Regions from separate parts of the Drosophila melanogaster genome. Here region 2 is linked to region 1. Evidence: chromatin contacts called from public Hi-C data. All regions are on one chromosome and are shown on one strand. The core of a region is the stretch at or near the end of the contact, and the rest is flanking DNA. Distances in the headings are between cores, read along the strand shown.

What was found. Hi-C and Micro-C count contacts between places; a contact is called where the count stands out from the background.
Region 2: a contact with region 1 is called in a Hi-C map of the Kc167 cell line, with 2.2 times the contacts expected there. A contact is called at or near these places in 3 of 107 Hi-C or Micro-C datasets (the Kc167 cell line and cellular blastoderm embryo).

What each region holds. Positions count from the first base shown.
Region 1 is chr3L:20,402,266-20,406,512 of dm6, forward strand. lncRNA:CR45973 (long non-coding RNA:CR45973) reads left to right here and starts at 2,005. Exons shown (of 2, transcript NR_133284.1): 1 at 2,005-3,393.
Region 2 is chr3L:20,516,915-20,521,161 of dm6, forward strand. It overlaps BNIP3 (BNIP3,), which reads right to left and starts at 2,479. Exons shown (of 5, transcript NM_206403.2): 1 at 2,303-2,479. It overlaps mTerf3 (mitochondrial transcription termination factor 3), which reads right to left and starts at 3,858. Exons shown (of 2, transcript NM_140983.3): 1 at 3,040-3,858; 2 at 2,676-2,980. The coding sequence starts at 3,826. The coding sequence ends at 2,703. It overlaps CG5104, which reads left to right and starts at 4,095. Exons shown (of 4, transcript NM_140984.3): 1 at 4,095-4,247. The coding sequence starts at 4,242.

The DNA.
Region 1 (4,247 bases), core at 755-3,254:
AACCAAATTCAATGATGATGTGCAGTTTTTGAGTAGTTGCTTTGCAAACTACTATTATTATAAAAAAACATAAAACATAAAACATTTTAATATCCTAATATACATACAAATTTAAAATTAAGAAATTTGTCTTCTTAATACTCCAGATTAAGATCTCTTATATCCCTAAGTATATGACCACAGATGGACATTTCAGATGTACAAACATAGTTCTAGTAAATCCTAGAATTTAAATAAATGCTCCCAAACTCGAATCTTCAAATAACGCTTCAATCTCTTGGATCCAAATCGATCATTGAATTTTTTCCTGTGCGAGATCATTACTCATTTGTGTGTGTGTATGTGGATTTACCTTGCTGTTTACCTCGCGGTGCAGACGATTTCATGATTTTTGCAGCTGTCCGAAACGAGGATCACTGGGCTACGCAGGAATTACGACAGCAACAGAAGGCAGTTATCCGAGATCCTCAAGGAGCAGGTAAGAACCACCGAGCGGCATTATGTCGCAGGTAGATTCCTACATACATATGTCAGCTGCACTATTCCACCCCTAAGCACTATATGGCAGATATAGTGCATCGGTGCAGGGCTGTACATGCGATGCAGTTGCAGTTGCAGCTGGCGCAAGGTGATTTCCCACTAAAGACATCCGTCTGAGGATACACAGGAGCACATTCGCGGTCACAATAATAGGAACTATCGCAATCGAATCTTTAGTAATTGGAAATGAGGGTCTTTAAATATAATTTTTAAGACCGAATTGTTGGACTAAAAGACCTGAAAAATGTATTTTTAAAATCGTTGATAGAATTGGTACAATTGTAGGTTAGATATAACTCATTTAGTTTTGAATTTTTTCATTCTGGGATACTGGGATTTTGAATACTAATATTTTCACCGCAACTGTTTATGCAGGCTTGTATTTCGTCCATTGGTTTTCACCGATCTCTTCGATTGAATTCTTCATATTGTAACGCTCTTTTTGAAACGCAACGTCCGTCTTTGCTTCTTCTTCCCACGAAGTAGCCGATAAATACGAATGCGAAAATCGCGAACAGAACAAATAACACCAACAAACCTCTCTTTTCGCCCGTCCCTTTTCCAAAGTCTTGCATCTGTTTCTCGAAAGGAAGATTGAAACGAGAATTATACTGGTACCGTGACACCAATGCAACCGAAAAGGGGGGAAATTATAGGGGTGGCGACATCAAATTGAATTTGAAAAATATTTTATTTGCATACGACATACTTATTTGCAAGCAATTAATGTTTCACTCTGGTCACTGCACTCACTTATACGATTAAATAGGCCTGATCATTTTGATATGAAAAGTGTATGTACGGGAAATATACATATTCTTTAGCAATAATCACGTAAATATACGTGAACACAAACAACCTTTATTCCAGTAAATCGCTTTTGAGTTTCACCATGGTCCGCAATGATGATTAAGTTTTAACTGCAGTTTGCAGTGGGAAGATTATACAAACATATTTCATTGAAATTTGAAATGACGCACTATGATGTTGAACAGTATTGATTATAATCGCCTTGTGAAATAATTTCACATGTAACCGTAACCCATTCCTTTGAACCACTGTGCCCCAAGCCCCACCAAGAGTACGTTACATTTTAAATTTAAATTCGAACATTCGGATGAAGCCGACCTTTCCGACACTCGCGGATTCTTCTGCTCTAAAATTTCAGCGTGCTTTTGCCATTGTGCGAGCTACTTTGTTGTTGCCAAGCTGGCATGAAATCCAGATTTCTCTTCCAAGCAAAAAAAAAAAAAAAAAACAACTCAGTGCGTCATCGGCTGCGTCATCAATTCGGGATGACGACGCCTCGCCATTCCGATTCGCAATTCCCCTTCCTGATTTAGATTATCCATTCCAAGCCCCGTCACATCGACATTTCCCAAAAGCAGGCACACAAACTCGTATATCTTGATTCGCCAGCGGGCGGCAGCTTTAGTTTGTGCATATACCCTGACTTTGGAGTTTCAGATTCGCACGAAATTGTGGAAGGTGAAGTTCTCGAAGTGAGTGAGCGAGTGCTTTGGATGGGAAGTGCATGATGCACGGCCGTGATGTGGCTTTTATAAAAAAAGTAGATTAGGTTGTGGCACGTGGTCTGGGGATTGCACTTGCAGTGGAACTCTGATGAATGTTAATGTCATGCGGTCATTTCAGACCCATAAGACCTATGAAAGTAAGTTGGATTCAATCAAGGTTTCAGGTCAGGGTAAACTAGGCATATATAAATATATATTAAGACATGCCATTGAATCCCTTATATATGCAGATATAGAATGCAGATATTATACTTAAGATAATATTTGTCTATCTGCAAACTACAAGTGTGTGTAAACTTCTCGCGCGGCAAATCGTATCTAGCATCGCAAAAGATACACTCTCACTAGTTCGAGCGTGCAGTATCTGTATGTGGTTATGGGTATGAAACACAACAGGTTGTCGGCGGTGTTTGGAGAAAGTGCTTAGTGCCAACAATACCATCAGGTGCAATGACCACATAGGTATACCTAGTCGGTGGATGGTTGGTTCGAAAAATCGTATAAATTGTCATGGAAACGCGACGCTCTGTGGAAGGCTAAACATGCGAGGGAACTTGATCTGATTAAAGCCCCATAATCAACTAAGGGAGTTTTCCGACGAAAAGATTGGCCATATAACTACTAAGAAATACCTAAAGCTTGTCCAACATTAGACAAGCTGCATACCGTTAATATAAACTATTATAACTTTCTTTTCGTACAAAGAGAAACATAACAATGCAATGGTTAAGTCCGTTGAACTTTAACTATTTAATGTCTTTGGAGCTTAGATAAGGAGATACATAACTTTATATGGTAAAGATATCTTTAATATTACTTGATTTAAACGTCTTGAACTTTGATAAGAAGATACTTACCATTACATATTGTAAATTTCTATTTAACATAACTTCTTGAACTACCCAAATCTAAATGGTTACATAAACTCCAAAATTACTCATGGAAGGATTGGAGTACTCAATCTTTCAGATGCGTCTACTGCTTCCACATTTCTTCCGCTTGAAGGCCGCAAACAAGGGTTCAAGTACAGCAAACACTTTCTTAGTCACACGTACATACATATCTCTTCTCTGCGTAGGTGGTGAAAATTGCTGCCCTTTTTTCCAGTCTCAATTCCTCACAGATGCGTTTCCTAGATGCCAACATGCTGAGGATTACCCATTGTCCGTAATATTTGTATGGAAAGGATACCCCGTCGAAGTGCTATTGATGAACTCTCGCACACATGCTTGGAAATATTATTACTAGTCACGGCGTGGGAACCGAGGCAGAAATGTCCCAAGATCCGTGCAGAATATGGCAATTTCTGGACGTAAAGGTGGGTAATTTGCGACACATTTATAATACGGGTACGGCACCGGCATTTCCCAGGTGAAAATGCGACATCGCAAATAGTGGTCACCCTGCTGTACGGATGTATCCCAGATACATACATACAGAAAAAAATTGGTTTGTCAGCGAAATCAGTTTTTCAAGAAAAACTGAGCCCTTTATTCCCAACTCGGACACAAACGACAGTGAGGTACAGCCTGCCGAGGACCATTAACCCTGTCAACCCCTAAAATGACAATTGTTTGAGCTATCAAAAGGATATTTTTCAATAAAATATTATCCAAAATAGTTTCCCCTTTCTTCCGAGATGGATTGTTATGCATATGTGCTTTTCCAGGCCATCCGTGAACGTATTCTTAAAGGGGTACAACAATTTCACAGTTTTTCCACACAAAAGCAATGCCGACCGACCCACATTTATGAATGGAAAGTATCCTTAATCTTATCATCATGGGGTGGGTTGGACTTCGACCGAAATTTTGTCAAGTTTCCTCATTTTTCACGATAGATTCAAACGAACTTTGGCCCTTTTCTTCAATTTTGTAATTGCGCCGTTTATTTGCCCATTGTATTTTCGCGCGACCCTGTTTCACCTGGGAAGATCCCGATCCTTTGTTCTTTTGTGACACCAAACTAGCTGGAAAACCTCTTTTTTTTATATTGTCATCATTGTTACACTTTTCTTTGTAAATAAAAACTTGACAATTTTCTGGAAAATATATGCGCAATAAACAATGGTTTGATCAAGCAATCAAAATCTGATAAGATTTGTTTATTTATTTATTATTTACTTAGCGCTTTAATTAAATTTGCCCAAAAGTTGGCTATAATTGCGTGACG
Region 2 (4,247 bases), core at 1,229-3,728, 120 kb after region 1:
TCGAGAAAAAAGACAAACTGGCGATGCAATATGGGCACGAGAAGCGTGCAAGTTACTTGATAAGGAGTACAGTGTAGCGTTCCTAAAAACTACCTAATAATACAACCAACTGATTACATGTATACGCATATATATAATCACACATACGATCACACCCAACGCCTCTTATATCATCTATTATTCACTTTCTAATTAATTAAAATTAATTTTTTCTATAATTTTGTAATGTCACATTATAAATTTAAAATCTTCCTGGTATTGCTTTCTCTCGAGTTATCACTGTACAATCATCTAATTTAGACACTTTCGCGATGGAATCAGTTACAGAATAATTCAGATCACTCACGTGGCACACCAATCATGCTGACAATTGAATACTAAATGCATCGTCTAGACGAAAAGGATGATGCATTTATGATGGAAATGTTGCGAAAATAGAAAATGGAAATGCCCGTATGTCAGGTAGACGCAGAAGTTTTGCACAGGTAAACAATATTTGGAGCATTATCGGGAATCCGGGTTACAGGTACGAAAATGGAAACAAAAACAAAAGCAAAAGTGCACAGAAGGGTGGCAAAAACAAAAACAATGGCTTTGTGACTCACGGCACGTAGGCCTCTCTCCCTCTCTTTCGGCCAACCACCCTCCGTCTCTCTCTAACAATCACTCCCCCTCTCTCTCTCTCTTTCTACCCTACCCTCTTCGGGCTTTGTCGGGTGTGCATCTTGATGCGCAGCTGTCCAAAAGACCCTGAGTTGGGCCCATTGAACCGCCTTTATTATTGGATGGATGACTCCTCGGTATCATGATACGATTTCTTGCGTAGTATATGGCACAGTGCACAAAGAAAAAATGTTTCTCTAAGTTGGTCATTCATTTCGCACGTGTTTTAAGGTCAAGAAACAGATCAAGCCGGCGCATTACTTACACACTTATTTCATATACATATGTACATACTTAGCTTTAAAAGATTAATATCAGATTCATTCAAACGTATAGAAATACATATGAATAATATTTATATGCTATCATTGATAACGGAATTCCACATCCAAACTGTGTCAAACCTTTCAAAAGTGATGTATTTCATAACATATGGTTCGATTTGGGCTAAAACTGATTAGATTAATACTGCTTGGATGGTAGTAAATTGAAAAACAAATTTTTCGTCCGGCATTACTTTTGTGAGTGACTTTGCAGAATTGTAGTATAATTTCTGTGGTAGTCAACAACCTTTTCGACAAACAAACAAAGTGCTTTCAAGCAGTCAACCAAAAAGATTATACTTTATGTCAACAAAATATTTCAACATTTCGTGCAATTCCTAAGAAAATTTATTGAATATTGTCCATCATACGATTTTCATAAAATTAAGAGATTTTGAAAAACACATTCAAGTACGTTGATGAGTATAAATTTATATAACCTAGTTTTTCCGCGAGTGTAAACGTGGATGTTGATAAAGTGGGCAGCCGAAATACAATTGAAGCGAATATGCCAAAGGCGCAATTTCTGGAAACGACCGATAGGGAAATGCCCTCCCACAAAATGTATTTATTTACGAATTATTTTAGCAAGCCAGACGGAAGAAGAAGACCGGGTCGGGGAAATGGGGAGCGCAAAAAGTAAACCACAACTGACGTCAAGCGTGCTAAGTGCAAAGTAAAGGAACAAGACATGACATGAATGAAAGAGCGGAGGGAGAAAGAGTGCGTTGGCAGCTTCTTTGTCTTTGTTTTCATACGGAGTTTTGCGGATTCTTTGTTGTCTCTCTTTCTTTCTCGCCCCCTCTGCGGAGCAAGAACAAGTGCAAAGTAAACAAATAAAAGCAGAAAGAAATCAAAAAGCAGACAACGCAAAGCCTTGAAAAAATATGGGATGCGGATACTAACAAATTGCAAACAACTCCATAAATACATACACATGTCTAGATACTCTCGCAACAACAACAATGCGGCATAACGGGTTACCATGTTATTGTTATGATTGTAAAAAGGGGAGACGCAAAAAAACACGAATGAAAGAGCAAAGCAGACGAAAACAAACAACTTACCGCCCAGCAAATCTTCGCTCGATTTTGGTGTCGTAGACATTTTGTTTTTGTTTATCGGTATGTGTGTTCAACACGTCAACACCAAAGATAACTTGGGTTTATTGCTTATTATTAACTCGCTTTAAAGTTAAACTATTTCTATTATTCTTTCGTGAGTTTGACCAAGTTTTTTTTGGCCCTTCCGTATGTCTGCCTGTGTTTGTGTATTCGCTTTTGCTGTTTATGTATGCGTAGGAAAATGCGTTTTACTTTTCGTTTGGCGCTGTTTCTCCGCCGCTGCACTCGATTTGACTATAACTACTGGTTTCGGACTGAAGCCAACCGCTGGAGCTCCGAAATATTGCAACTTTGTTTAATGCTTCTCCCGAAGCGACTGTCTTGTAACTAAAATTAAACACGATTCGTTTCTACGCACAAGCTTAATGCGTAGTTTAAATCTTTTGTTGCTGTCCAGTGTGACCAGATGGAGAAACGGTAGCAATCCAGGTGCGTGTCTATGTTTTCCTACATCTGGCATCCCTTGTATCAAGTAAATTTATTGGTGGTTATTTTTAAAATGATAAAACTTGGTTTCTGTTGACTTTTGAAAATATATGCATATGCATATATGAATATGAAAAGTATATATACATTTACTTTTATTTTATTCTTATCTCGTTTTCAAAAACAAATCAAATGTTTCCAAATCACTTTTAGCCACATTTCGGACGAAATAAAAGTTATTGCCTTCCACTATAGTTTTTGGCGATATATACAGGTCTTTTTGCGGATCATATTGCGCTCTTCCAAGCAATTTCAGGAACTCATGACGTTCCCGCAGTCTAAATTCGCGTGAGGCCAAAAGCTCCGGGCACTGGACAATCTGGGCATGTGGAAGGCCCATATCCTGGTGAATGTAACTAAATCGCTCGACAAGATCATCCGGAGCTGCAAGGATAAGTTGTTTAATTACAAATGTCCTTAATTTTGAATGTAGATAGACTTACGAATCATCAAGAGGCGCGGCTTTCGTACCACCAGGTCACTTAGCTCCTTGGCATTGAATCCCATTTCCTCCTTAAGGGTGAACACAGACTTGCGGAGGTGTTCCATATTGTAGGTAATGGCATTGGGTTCTCTGGTGGCCAACAGTCGCAGATCATGACCACTCAATTTGAACTCCTTTTGGAAGTAACCCAATCGACGATCCACTCGCCTGGTGGAGAACATCAGCCAATAAGGATTCTGGGTGAGAATTCTTTGCCTGGCTTCGTCCGAGAATCTCTTGCTTTTTAGATAGTTCACTCTGGTCTGCAGATCGTCCAAGTCCTCCTTGAACAGCAGCGGGTTCTTGGTGAACATCCTGCCGAAGTCATCGGGTGATACGCCCTGATCCACCAGGAACGTTATGTAGGGCTTCACATTTTTCTCGAAATCCAGCTTCAGTACAAAGTCTCCCAATCCCTTTCGCCGTTCAATACTGTGCAGATCCACTCCCAAGCTGAGAAATTGCTGCAGGGTACTCGAGTTGTTCACATAGGCCGCCAAATTGAAGGAAGGCACATGGGCCTCCCGATTTCGGAAGTCCAGAGCCACTTCTTTGGAGCCTTCACATTCCGCAGGCTCGGTCTTCTTGTCATTCTGTTTGGTGGTTATACCCGGTGATGTTAACACTTCTACCTCATGGTGGACACTTTGTTGTCCTCGCAGATTTCGTATTTGTGAGGTAATTGTTGCGTTTTTAGCCGCATTTTGTGAATTCCTCAAAATGTTACGTAGAGCTGAACAAAACATGCTGGAGGCGTTGCCAGATGTCGCGAATGTGACCAGCAGTTGGCTGCCAAAGTTTCTAAATATGGCATGCTAGCTAGAAAAAGCTAAAATTATATTTTGAATATGATTTTGATATAAAAACATATTTGTTTTTAAATGGATATTCTTGAACAAAAATGCACTACTAATATCTGATTTCTTTAGTTTTTTTATGAAGATATATATAAAATTGCAAATTGTTGGTATAATTTTTAATCGGACGGTATATGTTAACGGTTACCACCACGGTCACACTAGGTATGATCTTGGATTTATTTTGGTGTGAAAATTCCGGAGCATAAAAACAGAAGAGACCCTTGTATGTGCAAAACCCCCCGAGAGGAGTGCCGGTAATTCCAAGTCAGCCACCTGTTGAACATTATTCAATCGCCGCATAATGGAC